Regions from separate parts of the Mus musculus genome. Here all the other regions are linked to region 2. The links are chromatin contacts, called in public promoter capture Hi-C maps. All regions are on one chromosome and are shown on one strand. The core of a region is the stretch at or near the end of the contact, and the rest is flanking DNA. Distances in the headings are between cores, read along the strand shown.

Evidence for each region. Promoter capture Hi-C pulls out the DNA fragments that hold promoters and counts their contacts. Capture Hi-C pulls out chosen DNA fragments and counts their contacts.
Region 1: a promoter capture Hi-C map of pre-B cells shows a contact between it and region 2, with 2.6 times the contacts expected there. The contact joins the promoter of Rfx5 here to the promoter of Txnip in region 2. A contact is called at or near these places in 2 of 39 promoter capture datasets (liver and pre-B cells) and 1 of 9 other capture datasets (adipose tissue).
Region 3: a promoter capture Hi-C map of liver shows a contact between it and region 2, with 2.5 times the contacts expected there. The contact joins the promoter of Chd1l here to the promoter of Txnip in region 2. A contact is called at or near these places in 1 of 39 promoter capture datasets (liver) and 1 of 484 Hi-C or Micro-C datasets (pro-B cells).
Region 4: a promoter capture Hi-C map of adipose tissue shows a contact between it and region 2, with 2.7 times the contacts expected there. The contact joins the promoter of Pi4kb here to the promoter of Txnip in region 2. A contact is called at or near these places in 2 of 39 promoter capture datasets (liver and pre-B cells), 1 of 484 Hi-C or Micro-C datasets (B cells) and 1 of 9 other capture datasets (adipose tissue).
Region 5: a promoter capture Hi-C map of hippocampal neurons shows a contact between it and region 2, with 2.5 times the contacts expected there. The contact joins the promoter of Prkab2 here to the promoter of Txnip in region 2. A contact is called at or near these places in 1 of 39 promoter capture datasets (hippocampal neurons) and 1 of 9 other capture datasets (adipose tissue).

Annotation. Positions count from the first base shown.
Region 1 is chr3:94,952,806-94,955,505 of GRCm38.p6, forward strand. Rfx5 (regulatory factor X, 5 (influences HLA class II expression)) reads left to right here and starts at 1,303. Exons shown (of 10, transcript NM_017395.3): 1 at 1,303-1,446; 2 at 2,210-2,341; 3 at 2,547-2,580. The coding sequence starts at 2,229.
Region 2 is chr3:96,556,585-96,559,284 of GRCm38.p6, forward strand. Txnip (thioredoxin interacting protein) reads left to right here and starts at 1,373. Exons shown (of 8, transcript NM_001009935.2): 1 at 1,373-1,901; 2 at 2,305-2,380; 3 at 2,486-2,633. The coding sequence starts at 1,652. Gm15441 (predicted gene 15441) reads right to left here. Exons shown (of 4, transcript NR_040409.1): 3 at 702-1,813.
Region 3 is chr3:97,608,632-97,611,446 of GRCm38.p6, forward strand. Chd1l (chromodomain helicase DNA binding protein 1-like) reads right to left here and starts at 1,559. Exons shown (of 23, transcript NM_026539.2): 1 at 1,432-1,559. The coding sequence starts at 1,540. It also overlaps a transcript of Fmo5 not described here.
Region 4 is chr3:94,973,331-94,976,030 of GRCm38.p6, forward strand. It overlaps Pi4kb (phosphatidylinositol 4-kinase beta), which reads left to right and starts at 1,401. Exons shown (of 11, transcript NM_175356.3): 1 at 1,401-1,755. B230398E01Rik (a long non-coding RNA gene) reads right to left here. Exons shown (of 4, transcript XR_003954666.1): 2 at 2,019-2,700.
Region 5 is chr3:97,656,888-97,659,587 of GRCm38.p6, forward strand. Prkab2 (protein kinase, AMP-activated, beta 2 non-catalytic subunit) reads left to right here and starts at 1,325. Exons shown (of 8, transcript NM_182997.2): 1 at 1,325-1,482; 2 at 1,702-1,879. The coding sequence starts at 1,727.

The DNA of each region.
Region 1 (2,700 bases), core at 53-2,552, 1.6 Mb before region 2:
CCAGGAGTGTGCCCCCTAGGAAGGAGATGAAGTACACCCAGGAAACGGAAACATGAATAGGCAAAGGTGGGCAAGGAGAAAATACAGAGGAGGACTAGAGGCTCAACAGACAGGCTTTATTCTAGAGCATACCTGCAGAGGGGGTGGGGCCAAGTGTCTAAAGTGGAAGGACCATACCATTTCCTTTTGTGTCAGCAGTTGCTATGGGTAGCGAGACAGACAGGGTCAGGCAACCAATAAACATCTCCTGTGGTTTACCCAGGTAGGAGGGGTAGGGTGAGGAGAAATCTGGAAAATGAGTTGGCATTAGCTTTGGCTTAACTAGAACGGAGGCACTTTATAAAATGGCGATACCACGGCTAACAACAGAGAAAAAAACATTTTCTCTTAATGTGGTACAGCTGCTAAGGATTTGCAGATTCTTTGTGGAATGAGGGGAAGCCTGCAATCCTAGAGGCTGTTGGCCACAGGGATGGGTAAGCAAAGAGGGAAGGACGAATGGTTCAACTTGTGTTATTTTATTTTATTAAAGTTACAGGACTTTATAACGAATTTCCATCAGTAGACATCATTTTCTAGCAAAAATTTAAAAATATCACCTACTGATTATTTCGGACAGCTCTGACAACCAAAGGCAACAATCAAACATGGTAGCTATCTGTGGCCATTCCATTTTGTAAAGCTCCCCAATTTTGTTTAAACAGAGTTCCTGAAACCTAAGAAATTTGGTTCTCACAACCAAAGTAACTTGCTTTTATAGATTCGTGCTTTCCACGTCCTTATCGACGCCCCAGTAATAGAGTTGTTTGGCTTTTTTTTAATCAAACCTTCTTACATTTTTAACTCATCTTATTCCCCAGCTACAACTAGCCAATCACTTTCCTACCCTGTAACTCCTGTCTGTGGTTCTTGGATCCTAGACGGCATCTACGTAAATCTTCCCAAGTAAAGCCCGCGGTCGATCCCTTATCCTCTTCTCGCTGATTTTACAACGCACAGGATCAGAAAGCAAAAGACCAGATGCTCCAGAAGCAGCCAAGCGCCCGGGCTTTCATCCTGCGGTCCCTTTAAGAACAGAACCCTTTCCGGGCCCGCAGACCTAACCGACCCCAGTTTTAACCGAAACCAACCTGGACTTCCCCCTCTTGACTCAAATAAGACTAACTTTGGATTTTCCCTCCCCTCTCGACCAATCATATTCTGTTACCAGGCAGACTTTCACTGCCTTCGTCTTGGAGGCAGCAACGGCCAATCACAGAGCAGGCCGTGCGTGTATCCAGGCAGATCGCGGCTGGCATAACCATTCAGAAAAAGGAAAAATAAAAGCAACGCACGAGCCCGCCGGCTGGGCACCGTGGGGCTGGGCAGGAGCTGAGGTAGCCACAGGGTAGTTTCTCTTTCTCTCTCACCTATCTAATGTCCGTGCTGGAAGGCGACGGTTCCGAGGTAGGAGGGGCAACAGCACTCCGGAGCTAGCAGGACCAGCTCCTTGCCCCTGCGCACGTGCCCGAATCTGGGACCCTGTTCCCCGCAGGGTTTCCTGCGCCCAGCCCCCTGAGTTCGGAGACCTAGCCCAGCACCTGGGGTTGGGGTGGAGGGGCCCGAGGGGAGTGGGGACGCTTCGGAGTGGGATGTCGTGGGATGACGTAGGGTCCGCGCCGCGGCGAGGGGGGCAGCGGGGGAAGCCGTGGCGAGACTCAGTAATGAGAACTTGGGCCCAGTTTTTTTCAAACCTGGAAAGGCCGAGTATGTTTGTATCCCTTCCGACCTTCCAGGCAAAATCAATGGCGAGGAGTCTATTAGAGGATCGGAGAACTTTGACTTGTCGTTATAGGTGTTGAGGGGGGGCGGCTGGAGGGGCTTGGGGGGGGGGGGGCTGGAGGTGTTGCAGCACTGGGAGAAATTGTAAGATTTCTTTTAACGTGGACTTCTCCACCCCTATCCCTTCCCATAACAGTTTTCCAGATTTGGGAGACTTCAAAAGGTGGGACATATAGAATGGAGATGTCAGAGATCTCTTTGGGTATACAAGGGCCTGATAAAGTAACAGAATAATTCTAATTTTAGAGAAGGCAAGTGGTGTGGAAAACCACTGGAGGAAGCTTTGCTTCTGTTTGTATTTCTGGGTAGAGACAGGAGGACTGCCTTGGGGTCTCTAGGAGAAAGGAAGCTTGGTAGTAGTTAAATCCTCAGCGATCTCCTCTCTCAGCTGTAGCCCTCATGCTGGGATGGCAGAAGATAAACCTGATGCTAAGAGCCCCAAGACTGGGGCAAGGCCCCAAGGTGGTGCTGACGCTGGAGAACCTACCACCCTCCTCCAAAGGCTCCGAGGTACCATTTCGTAAGTAATTGTCTCTGTCTCCAAACCCTGTTCCAGACCCAGCTGTAGATCCTTGTTGCCCTGCACTCCTTCCTCAGGCAAGTGTTTCAGAGCAGGCAGGCTGAGGTCTGTGGTCCGTAGCTGTTTGGTCCTTTTTCTGTCTCTAGCAGTCAGACAAAGGGATGGGGAAACCTTGTGACCTCCAGCTTTCTCTTCTTCTCCACAGCAAGGCCGTGCAGAACAAAGTAGAGGGAATTCTGGTAAGCATGCTGGGAAGGGACAATACAGGTGCCATCGCTGAAGGGTAAGGGTGATGTTGATGTGAGAGAATAAAGGTTCATGGGGGAGAGGCGGTGCTGTCCACGTGTGAGGATCATACT
Region 2 (2,700 bases), core at 123-2,622:
CGCAAGGAAGGAGATAGATAGTCTCCTAATAATTCTGCCCAAATATGGAAGGAGTTTAGGACTCAATGACAAGGCTCCGGCGCGGGGTGGGGGTGGGGGTGGGAGTGGGTGGGTGGGTGGGGAATAGAGTAGGGGGCGAAGGGGGAGGGGGTTGCAGGTAATCCTTCACACAAGAGTTTCTTTGCACACTTAAGAGTTATTTCTCTAGTCAGCTCCTGAGGCATCTCTCAGCAAGGTTTGCCAGATAACTAAGTGAAACTAACACAGCTCCAGCGCCGGTGAAATTGAAACAGGCTTAGGGACATGCATTTCATTTAGTGAATTTGGAGAGAGGACAGAGGGGGGAAAAGAATGACAGGAACTCGAAAACAAAGTAAGGAGTGAGGTTCTTTTTCTTCCTTTTTCTTTCTTTCTTTTATTTTATTTTTTTGGTTTGTCCACCTCTTGTTTCCTGGAGAAACAAGGACGGGGGAGCCATCAGTGTGAAAGTAAACACCTCACAAAGCTGCAGTGAGGAACAAGGGAACATATACAAAATGTTCCCCAACTTCACAGGTACACTGAAGAGATGAGGGGATAAGCAACAGGATGTGGACACTCCCTTACTGCTTCCGCTCCAGAGAACAGAATAGAATGTAATGGGCGAGGAACAGTAGCAGCACATAGGGGCATGAAATGAGGGGGAAATGAGGGGAACCCACCAGAGCATTCACCAGAAAGGACTGAAAGCCAGACTTTAAAATATCTGACAAGTTCTCGTCTGGAGAGACCGCAGCCTTTTATTCTTCAATAGAAGTGCAATAGGAGCATATCGGGTGGGCTCTTTCTCACTAACACGACTGCACTCTCGCCCTCCGCTCCATCCTGGAGTATCCTCGGTGCGATGGGATTGTTTTTCACAAGACTTGCGAACTTGTGAGCCAGGAATAAATGGTCACCTCGAAATGAATTGCGCTGGCTCAGGCGAGTCATGAAATCCTCTCCTAAGCACATTTTTCTTTCACCTAAAAAAAGAAGGGGGAAAAAAAAAACAAAGCACACACCCAAATAACCCAGCTCCCAAGAGGAGTCCCCTGGATGAGGTTCAGGGTCCCGGGGTCCCAGCCTCCCGGGGGGAGGGAGGGCACCCGTCGCCCCGGGCCCCGCCCCTCCTGCTGGCAAGGCTGCGCACCCGAACAACAACCATTTTCCCCGCTAGGAGCACACCGTGTCCACGCGCCCCGGCGGCCTCGCTGATTGGTTGGAGGCCTGGTAAACAAGGGCCAAGTAGCCAATGGGAGAACTGTGCACGAGGGCTGCACGAGCCTCCAGGCCAGCACTCGCGTGGAGCGCCAAGCCAGGCGGCTATATAAGCCGTTTCCGGCAGCCGCTTGACACTCTCCTCCTCTGGTCTCGGGGTTTCCAGAGTTTCTCCAGTTGCGGAAGACAGCTGTTATTTTTCTCCTGAAAGCTTTTGGCACAGCCGGCAGGCTGAAACTTCCAGGCACCTTTTGGAAAAGTTGTTAGGGTTTGTTTGAAGCTTTCTTTACATTTTCGTTTGGGTTTTCAAGCCCTGACTTTACGGAGGCGAGCTCTTCGTTTGCTTTGAAGGGTTCTTAAAGATTTTTTTCCTCTCCGGCTTTCGTTTTTCTTGAACCCACTCGGCTCAATCATGGTGATGTTCAAGAAGATCAAGTCTTTTGAGGTGGTCTTCAACGACCCCGAGAAGGTGTACGGCAGCGGGGAGAAGGTGGCCGGACGGGTAATAGTGGAAGTGTGTGAAGTTACCCGAGTCAAAGCCGTCAGGATCCTGGCTTGCGGCGTGGCCAAGGTCCTGTGGATGCAAGGGTCTCAGCAGTGCAAACAGACTTTGGACTACTTGCGCTATGAAGACACACTTCTCCTAGAAGAGCAGCCTACAGGTACTGCTCCCAGCAGGACTGATGGTGACTTGGGAGGTCTGTGGGTCGGGGAGGGCACCACTAAATGTTTCGAGTTGTTCGTTTGAATGGTTTGAACTGTTGGTCCCTATATTTTTTTACTTTGTAATTAGCAAGTTTTTCACTACCCTTCACCCCCCTAGAGTGATTTGAACACTTTCTGAGGTACTGTTTCCTGAAAGTGTTGTCTTAGCTACTACTTAAAGATTAATGTATTTGTGGATTTCGCAACTTTCTGTCCAAGAAAGTGCTCTGGGATCTTTTCTTCCATAGTGTAAGAGATGAAAGTGGAAGTGAAGTAAGGTAGTCTACTGCCCAGGCACTCCTCATTGACGCTTTCAAAATGTAACAAGAAGCCTAATGGCCCCTTGTCTTTGTTTCCCAGCAGGTGAGAACGAGATGGTGATCATGAGGCCTGGAAACAAATATGAGTACAAGTTCGGCTTCGAGCTTCCTCAAGGGTAGGCATCCACCGTGTGCACCTTGCACTCTTATTTCTAAGTCTTCCCCCTCCATTGATCTCTTACAGTTCTTAGCCTTAATTTTGGTTCATTGTTTTGACACAGGCCCCTGGGAACATCCTTTAAAGGAAAATATGGTTGCGTAGACTACTGGGTGAAGGCTTTTCTCGATCGCCCCAGCCAGCCAACTCAAGAGGCAAAGAAAAACTTCGAAGTGATGGATCTAGTGGATGTCAATACCCCTGACCTAATGGTGAGGATTTTTTGTTTTTGTTTTTAAAAAGGTTTTAAAATTCTTCTTGGTCAGGGATAATAAATTA
Region 3 (2,815 bases), core at 309-2,808, 1.1 Mb after region 2:
CCCAATGGATAGATCCACACCTAAGGTATTGTGGAAGAGGGGACAGAAAGCAAGGTCAAAAACTTTGTTGTCAAATTGTGTCTCCAAGTAACACCAGACGCTTTGTTTACACTGTCACCAACATGACTGCCCACACATGCAGATAGTACCAGTGAGCATGCCAAAATGAACAGAGAGGAGCCATTGAGGCCTCAATCCTACACAAAGAACTACAGGCAACTAAGAAAAGCTAAGAGCAATAAAAGGGGTCTTCTCTAGGGAGGAGCACACCAACTGGCTGTCCAGTGCCAACCAGTCAGCCCTGAAACGTACATACAAGTGACACTAAACACACTGAACTAGTATATCTAGGAGTATTTATGTACATAGGTATAAGCATAGGATAACGATTAAGTGGGGGGAGGGAACATGGATTTGAAGGAGAGAATGGGAGGGTTTATGAGAGTGTAAAGAAGTAAAGAGGAGGTGTAACTATAATCTCAAAAATAAAAATTTTAAAGTTGAATATAAATGGAAAATATTAATATGAACTGCTTGTCTTTCACTTCGCCCTCATCGTCATCTGCCCCTCCTCTAAGCTAACGGAACTTTTTTTTTTTTTTTAAAGAACGAGTCTCTCTATTACATAGCCCTGGCTATCATGGAACTAGCTGTGTAGAGCAGGCTGACCTTGAACTCAGAGATCCACCTGCCACTGCCTTCCAAGCGCTGGGTTAAAGGGTGCGCCACCGCCTGGCAGAAAGGCACATTTTGTTGCCTTTCCAAACCCTCACCTTTTGGTGGTACTTGGCACGTGTAAGTCAAGCGCTTCCTTATGCTTTCAAAAGCACGTATCCGCTAGTAAAGAAACTGGGTCCTAGGGCCGCTATTTATTTTGTTTATCTGCTCCCCATACCCCACAGTACTCTCTCGACAGCAACAAATAACGACCACGAGGTGACAACTGGTGAGTCATTATGACTTTCCGTTACACCAGCACTACATTCCCAGCAGACACATAAGGAAAGGAGTCTTGGGATGTGGAATAGAGAGAACGCCGCAGGATGAGGATGCTCCAGGTCCACTGGGGTCTGCAGGCCGGCGGTCTCTAAATCTGGAACCTACAAACTGAGGTCTACACATCTGGAGCCTACACACCTGGGGTCCACACATGTGGGATCCCCTCACTTGGGACTCGTAATGGCAAGTGGGCTTAATACGAAAGCACAAGAGGCACAGGACAGGACAAACTTTGCTGGGCAGCGCAACTTTGAGAGTTCATTAGGGAGCCGCAACAAGTGAGTGCGCATGCCCAGTCGGCAGGGAAACGCAGACTGGGAGGAGCGAGAGCGGCCGGGAAGCTGCTGGCTCCCCCGCTGTCCCCGCGTAGGCCAGCGCTGCCGCGCGCCTTCCCGGCTCCCGCCCGCCCCCGGGCGTCCCCGGCCCGCTCACCAGTCAAGCCCCACTGCTGTAAGTCCGGTTCCTGCACCCGCGTCCGAAGCGGCTCCGGCCCGTGTTCGGCCGGCAGCGCCTGCAGGAAGCGCGGCAAGCCGCTCGCCATCCCGAGAGGCCCCGCGCCTTCGCTCCCGCGCGTGCGGAGTACAACGCACCGCCGCCAGAGGGCGCAGCTCGCGCGCCTTCCCACGCTTCCTTAGCACGCAGGTGCGGAAGACTCTGGTCTAAGTGTGCGTCTGCGACTAGGACCTAGAGGCTGCCTTTGCTAAAAGCTCTGACTCCTAACTTGGGTTGCTTGGGTAGCTAACAGCAAGCTCAAAACTTGGCAAGCTCCCCACCCCCCCTTAATTTCTTATCTGTCTTCTTTAAACTTTGGGTCCGATTCCTGAGCAGCTTTCCATGTTTTCAGTTACGATGCACATGCCTAAAAACTAGTACTACAAGGTAGATACGTCTTATATTATCTAACCTTTTTCTTCATGTATGACTAAAAACACCAAAATAAGATTAACTTTATCTCTTAAAATGTGTAGTGACAAGATACATTCAAAGAAAAGACCCTGGTGGTACATTCCTGTAATCTCAGCATTGGGGAGGCTGAGGCAGGAGAATTTGTGAGTTCAGTCTAGCCTGGGCTGCAAAGCAGGAAGGTGTCAATAAATAATAAAGATCAAAGCTCAGTTAGCAGAATGCTTGCCTCGAATGTACCAAGCCCTCGGGTGGGGCATGAGGGTGAGCACCTGTAATCCTAGCCCTAGGGAGCTGTCGGCAGGAGGACCGGAGCTCACGGTCAGCCTCAGCTACACAAGTTTGAAACCAGCCTAAGGTGCAGTAAACCTTTTCTTAAAAATAAAGTGCGAGAGAACTTCCCCCCCCCCCATCCCCTCAAGATTCCAAGAGTAGCCATTCAAACAGAACATCTATGTGTGATAAAAACAAAAACAAATAACAAATAACTAATGGCCACGTTGTCCTAAGAAGGACCAAGGCTGGCCCCACTATGCAGAAGTAGTCCTCTAATGACTAAGGGACTTTACCCATCCCGTTATACAGACTTCTCCAGGAACACACAGAACCAGAACTGAGGTACAACCAGATCAAGAGGGGAGATGTCAGATACACCAAGGTCATCGCACCCCTCTGTGATCAATTATCCCGTTATACAGACTTCTCCAGGAACACACAGAACCAGACCTGAGGTACAACCAGATCAAGAGTGGAGGTGTCAGATACACCAAGGTCATCGCACCCCTCTGTGATCAATTACGTTGAGGTTAAAGATTAACTCAAAAAAAAAAAAAAAAAAACAGTTCTCAGTGGGTACTTGAAGTTTCTTGTTTATAATATGAACTACTAGTGGGCTCTTACAAGAACATAGTGT
Region 4 (2,700 bases), core at 151-2,650, 1.6 Mb before region 2:
GTACTAAACCACTGAGCCAAATTCTCAGCCCTTTGTCTTCAGCTTTAGCTTTTTATCTGCCTCCCAGTTAAATACGGAAGCAGGGGCATGGTTCACTCACCATTTGTCTGTTTCAATAACAGACATGTAGTACTATAACCCATACTTTCTTGATCCCCTCCCCCAAACCTTAGAAAATGTTATTACATCAGATACTACTGTTGTTAATGTAGTGCTATAATAATATTGTCAATATTATTATACAGAAGTTGAGGGTTAGTCCAGCTTGGGGGCATGTGGATATATTCCCACATGTTCCACAGGCCAGTGGCTTGAGCCAAGGAATATCACAAGCAGCCTGGGAAAAATAGACTGTCTCTAAAAAGGGAAAGAGGATAGGAAGGAAGCTAGAGAAGAAAGGGAAAGAAAAAAAAAGGAAACAAAGATCTCAAATCAGCTTATAAGTGCAATGAAGATGTCACCCAAGAGCTAGGCTCAACCCGTAGAATATTAAGAACCTACCCGCCTGCAGTGGTGGCACACGTCTTTAGGCGTAGCACTTGGGAAGCAGAGGTCGACAGATTTCTAAGTTCAAGGCCAGCCTGGTCTACACAGTGAGTTCCAGGACAGCCAGGGCTACACAGAGAAACCCTGTCAAACAAACCTACCCTTACAAGGGGCCTAAGATACTAAGAAAAGTCCCAGGAAAAGCGTTGGGACAGTGATTGTGGGGGGGGGGGGAGGGGTCTATGAGGCCTGTCTCACATGATTTTGTAGCCTTCGGAAAAGGAATAAGCCAAACTTTTGTCATTTCACTCACTTTTCCTAAGCTGGCTTGTCCAGCCTCTGTTAAGGCTTTGGCAGCTGGGGTGACCTTGGAAGCAGCACCTTGTCCCAGAGTGATGGTGCGAAACAGTGAAAGATTGAGGCGGTTGGACTGGGCCATTCCTGAAGCTATAGGGGCAAACTCATGGCATCATCCTTAAAGATGAGTAGGAAGAGGGAAATGAAGGTGATTGTACTCCTTTTTTCGTCCCTTCTCTTTCTTGTCTGTTTTCTGGCCCTCCTGCATGGGTCCTACCGGCTGACTTACGAAAGAAATCCCGTAGGATAGGAGAGGGAGAAAAAAGCCACTGGTGGCAGTTACGGTAACTCAGTGGTTTACGCAAATGAATAGTTTATATATAATTTGCATGTTCATACACTTTTGGAAGTACATAAAATATCGGTACCTCCACGTCCCTCCACTGATCTTACCCACGCTACTTCCCTCTCGGCTTCCTTAGTAAAGCCTGTCTCTTAGGCCCGCCCTCAAACACAGGGCCCGCCTTCCCCCGTAAGCCCCTCCTCCCTGCCCCCCCTCCCTAGCTTCCAAAAGCTCTTCCCCGCCCCCTTTTCCTTTCTGAACAGGCGTGAGTCGGGCAGCTCACTCGACTCAGATTACGATGGCATCAGTAGTGTCCTGACACCGGGAAGCAGGAAAGCAATCTCCCGGAAGAAAGGCTCGGGCCCAGGGGACTCTTACATCGGAACCCGCCAAGGAATTGTTATTTTGTGTCCTGCTAGTGGGGTCCGGTCCAACTTGAAGTTGCGTGAAGGCCCCTTCAGGCGGCGCCGCGGGCAGCCCCGCAGCCGGGGCCTGGAGCAGCCGCCGCGGCCGCTGTCAGGGAAGCGCAGGCGGCCAATGGAACCCGGGAGCGGCCGCTGCTGCTGAGGCGGCGGTGTCGGCAGTCCGACCCCGACCGCCTGCACCCCCTCCGCGAGGGTTCCCCGGAGGTAAGCGGCTCCTCCCCCGTGAGTCGCCTTTGCCTGTGTGTGTGTGTGGGGGGGTCCTTCTGCCACCCTGTCCCGCCCAGCCTACCGCGACCTGGGTTCGACTACAAAACTGCCCCCCTGGTGGCAGCTGCACCCCGAGGTCCTTCACCCTTTCCTCTCGGGCCCGGGGTAGTCTTCTCTGCTTTCTGGCTTCCTCTTCAGTTTAGCCCCTCCCTCTGCCCCGTGGATTCCACCTCCCCACCAGCAGGACACACACTTCGTACCTCTGTTGCCTCTGTTCCGTAACTATCTTCCTAAGTCGTGAACCTTTTCCACATTTGACCCCTTCTACAATATCATCCATGTTTGCCTTCCTCGCCGTTTGTGTTTCTGCTCACAAGCCTCTTCCATGGACTCCGCCTTTATCCCTTTTCCTATTTTGCCCCACTCTTCCGAGTCTGTGCAATCTCAGCACAGAGTTCTCATTTCCCTCAGCTACAGATTGTATCCCTCTCTTCTGCTTCCAATTCCATGACCTCACCATGACCCACTCCCCCAGCTCCTGACTTCCAAGAATTGCCTATTCCCTTCTCCTTAAAGGATCTCAGACTACTGTCATCATACCCAGATACCATCCACTTTGACCTTAGTCCTCAACCCCTCTCTAGGGTGCCTGATGATACCTGAAGCTGTCTTTGGCTTCTCTTTCCCCTTTCTCAATCTCCAGCCCTCTGGAGGGCTTCCCGTAGGAGAAAGCTCTGCCGTGAACACCCCTACAGATAGTGATTTCCAACTTTTGACATTCTCTCCAGGGATTTCCAACTTTTGACATTCTCTCCAGGATTCGGCTGATGTTTGTCTCCCTCGGCTCTGTTTTCCCTGTGGTCTTTAAGTGTTCTCTATCATGCCTTTTATCTCCACATATGATTTCAGATCAGCTAAAGCTTGAACTAAGAAGATGTGAGA
Region 5 (2,700 bases), core at 75-2,574, 1.1 Mb after region 2:
GCCCGGCTCAGTTCCCTTTTTTTATTCCACTGCTTTTAACTACCTCGTGATCTGAAGTGGCTGCTGGAGCTCTGGCCATTCTATGGACACCCTATACACAAAGAAAGAGAAACGGAGAAATTCTACTTACCATTTCCCCCTATCTATCTATTAGGGAGGCTAAGAAATGCATCTCTGTGGAGACAGACAACATCCTAAGGTTAGAGTCAGTGCTTCAGTAAAGAGGAAGGAAATCAATGTTAAGGTAGACCTCCAACTCTCTTTGCTACCTCACTGTTCCTTTTGAGTAATTACTTTCATTGTTTAAAATGTTAATCTATGTTTGAGTGTTTTGCCTACATGTTTGTATGTGCACCTGAAGGTGTTGTAGCGCCTGGAACAGATGATTATGAGCCACCTTGTAGGTGCTGGGACCAAACCCGGGTCCTCTAAAAGAACAGTAAGGGCTCTTAACCACTGAACCATCTCATCAGGGTTTATGACTTCTAATGGCTTTATGGTCGGCCTCATCTCACCGATCTACACACTTGTCTAAGATTCTGCCAGTGCTAATGACTGCAAGACCACTGAAACCTCAGTGGCAGACACGCTACTCTCACAGGACACCTCTCACTGTCTCAGCTCACTCAGTCTCTCCTGTGTCCAGAGTTCTTTGACCCCACTGGGCCCTCCATCAGCCTATTTTATCTTCACTTCCAGCCGACTGGTTTCAAAACGCTAGTCCAATAGTATATTCCCAGCCTACCTGTGCTCTCACTCATTAGCTGTTTGCATTAATCCACACAGCTAATCACAGTAACAGAAAACACCGCTTTGATGAGTTTGGGCATCACATAGAAGTAAGTCTTCTGCAGTAACTGCCATCACGTGTCTAGTCAATTCTCTGTCCTACTTTTTATTTCATGCCTCCTGGGACAACTAAAAAGGTTGCTTGGTAGAGGCGTACGCGGAATATGAAAATGTGGATCCACTATGCACCGCTGTCCAGTCGTTTGAGGTGATCCTGTTAAAAGTGCAGATTCTAATTCTGTACCTAGGGCACGGGGAGGCCTCGGATTCGGCTTTTCTAATAACCGCGTGCCCCATGGATAGACAAACTGCTTAGGAAGACAAGACGCCCCACTATCAAGCCCTGGGCGGACAGTTCACAGCCCTAATCCCGACCCGGACCCCACCCTCGGCCCCGCCCCAAGCCGGAGCTGCGCACGCACCCACCACAGAGGCGGTGCTGGTGGCTAGAGAGGCAGGCGACCCAGGCTGAGGAGGGGGCGGGGCTGGAGCGCAGGGGGCGGAACAAGAGGCTCGGTGGGCGGGGCCAGAGGCAGAGGCGGTACCTCGTCGCGGGCCTTGTAGCCATTTTAGGAGGAAACCCGGTTCGCTGGTTTGGGGCGCGGCTTCAATTTCAATAACTTTATTGGTCTCCTTGTACGCCGAACAGCCGGCGTGCGTGTAGCCACGCGAGCCCGGAGCGCATCGCCCGAGGTGAGCGGCGTGGGGGGTGTGCGGGACCGGGGCTGTGGGGCAGCGAGGGCTCCCGGAGCCGGTTCTCCGAGCCGAGGCGTCCGTGAAGCGGGTAAGGGAGGGGACCCCGGGCGCGGTCCCCTGCGGCGGGGATTCCCTTCCCGGGCGCAGGGGCGGGGCCGGGGCGCCCCTGACGCAGCCGCGGGGGTGTTCCCCGCCTGGTGTCATTCCCCGCGGCAGGTTGCCCCCGACTCGAGCTGCAGCCATGGGAAACACTACCAGCGAGCGGGTGTCCGGGGAGCGCCACGGAGCCAAAGCTGCTCGAGCTGAGGGCGGCGGCCATGGCCCGGGAAAGGAGCACAAGATCATGGTGGGGAGCACGGACGACCCCAGCGTCTTCAGCCTGCCCGACTCCAAGGTGAGGTAGCGGGGCTGCCGGCAGCTCCGCCCTTCTTGGTTCTTCCTCCTCATTCTCAAGGGTTATGGGCTTTTTAACTAGAAGGCTATTCCGCGGATAGAGATGCTGGGTGCTAATTCCTCCTAGATACTACCTCAAATTAGGATAGGGGCGCGGAGTTGTTTTCCTGCTGCTCAGAGTAATCTGTGGGCCAACCTTTTAGGACGAGTACCAAAAACCCATCCCCTGCCAGCCCCATCCTTGGATCTACGTGCAGGTTGCCCTCTTCCAGAGCTTGCAGGATGTATAGGTTGTGAGCGCGGGTGGAAACTTCGGAGGGTGCGTTGTCTGAGCTATTGAAAAGGGCTCAGTTTCTCACATTGGCCTCAAGATAGCTAGATGACTTCTCCCTGAAAATGTCTCTGTGTAGGTCTCCTTCTTGCTCTCTCTTACGTGTTCTGCATCACCTCTTCGATCCTCGTCCACCTTTGTATGGCTCTGAGCTGCCATCAGTTGATTACTTGAATACTTTCCCCTAGTCTTGGGGATCCATATAGGACATCATTTGGTTAATGGCTCAGATCTTTTTTTGAAACGTGCCGTTTTAAAATGTAGCTGTGAGCTTTGCACAGGAGAGCAAGTCACTTTACTTCACTCCTCAGAAGTACTTCAAAACGTTGCCCGGGGCTCAAAACCACCCTCTACTGACCTGAAGCCTTAGCTCTCAATTCCATAGACTTGGAGCCAGAGGCCACTTTTGGTCACTCAAAAGAAGAGCCAGATGGAGCTGACAGCAGTGTGATTGCTACCCTAATGTTCCTAATCACTTAGAAATGTCAGCA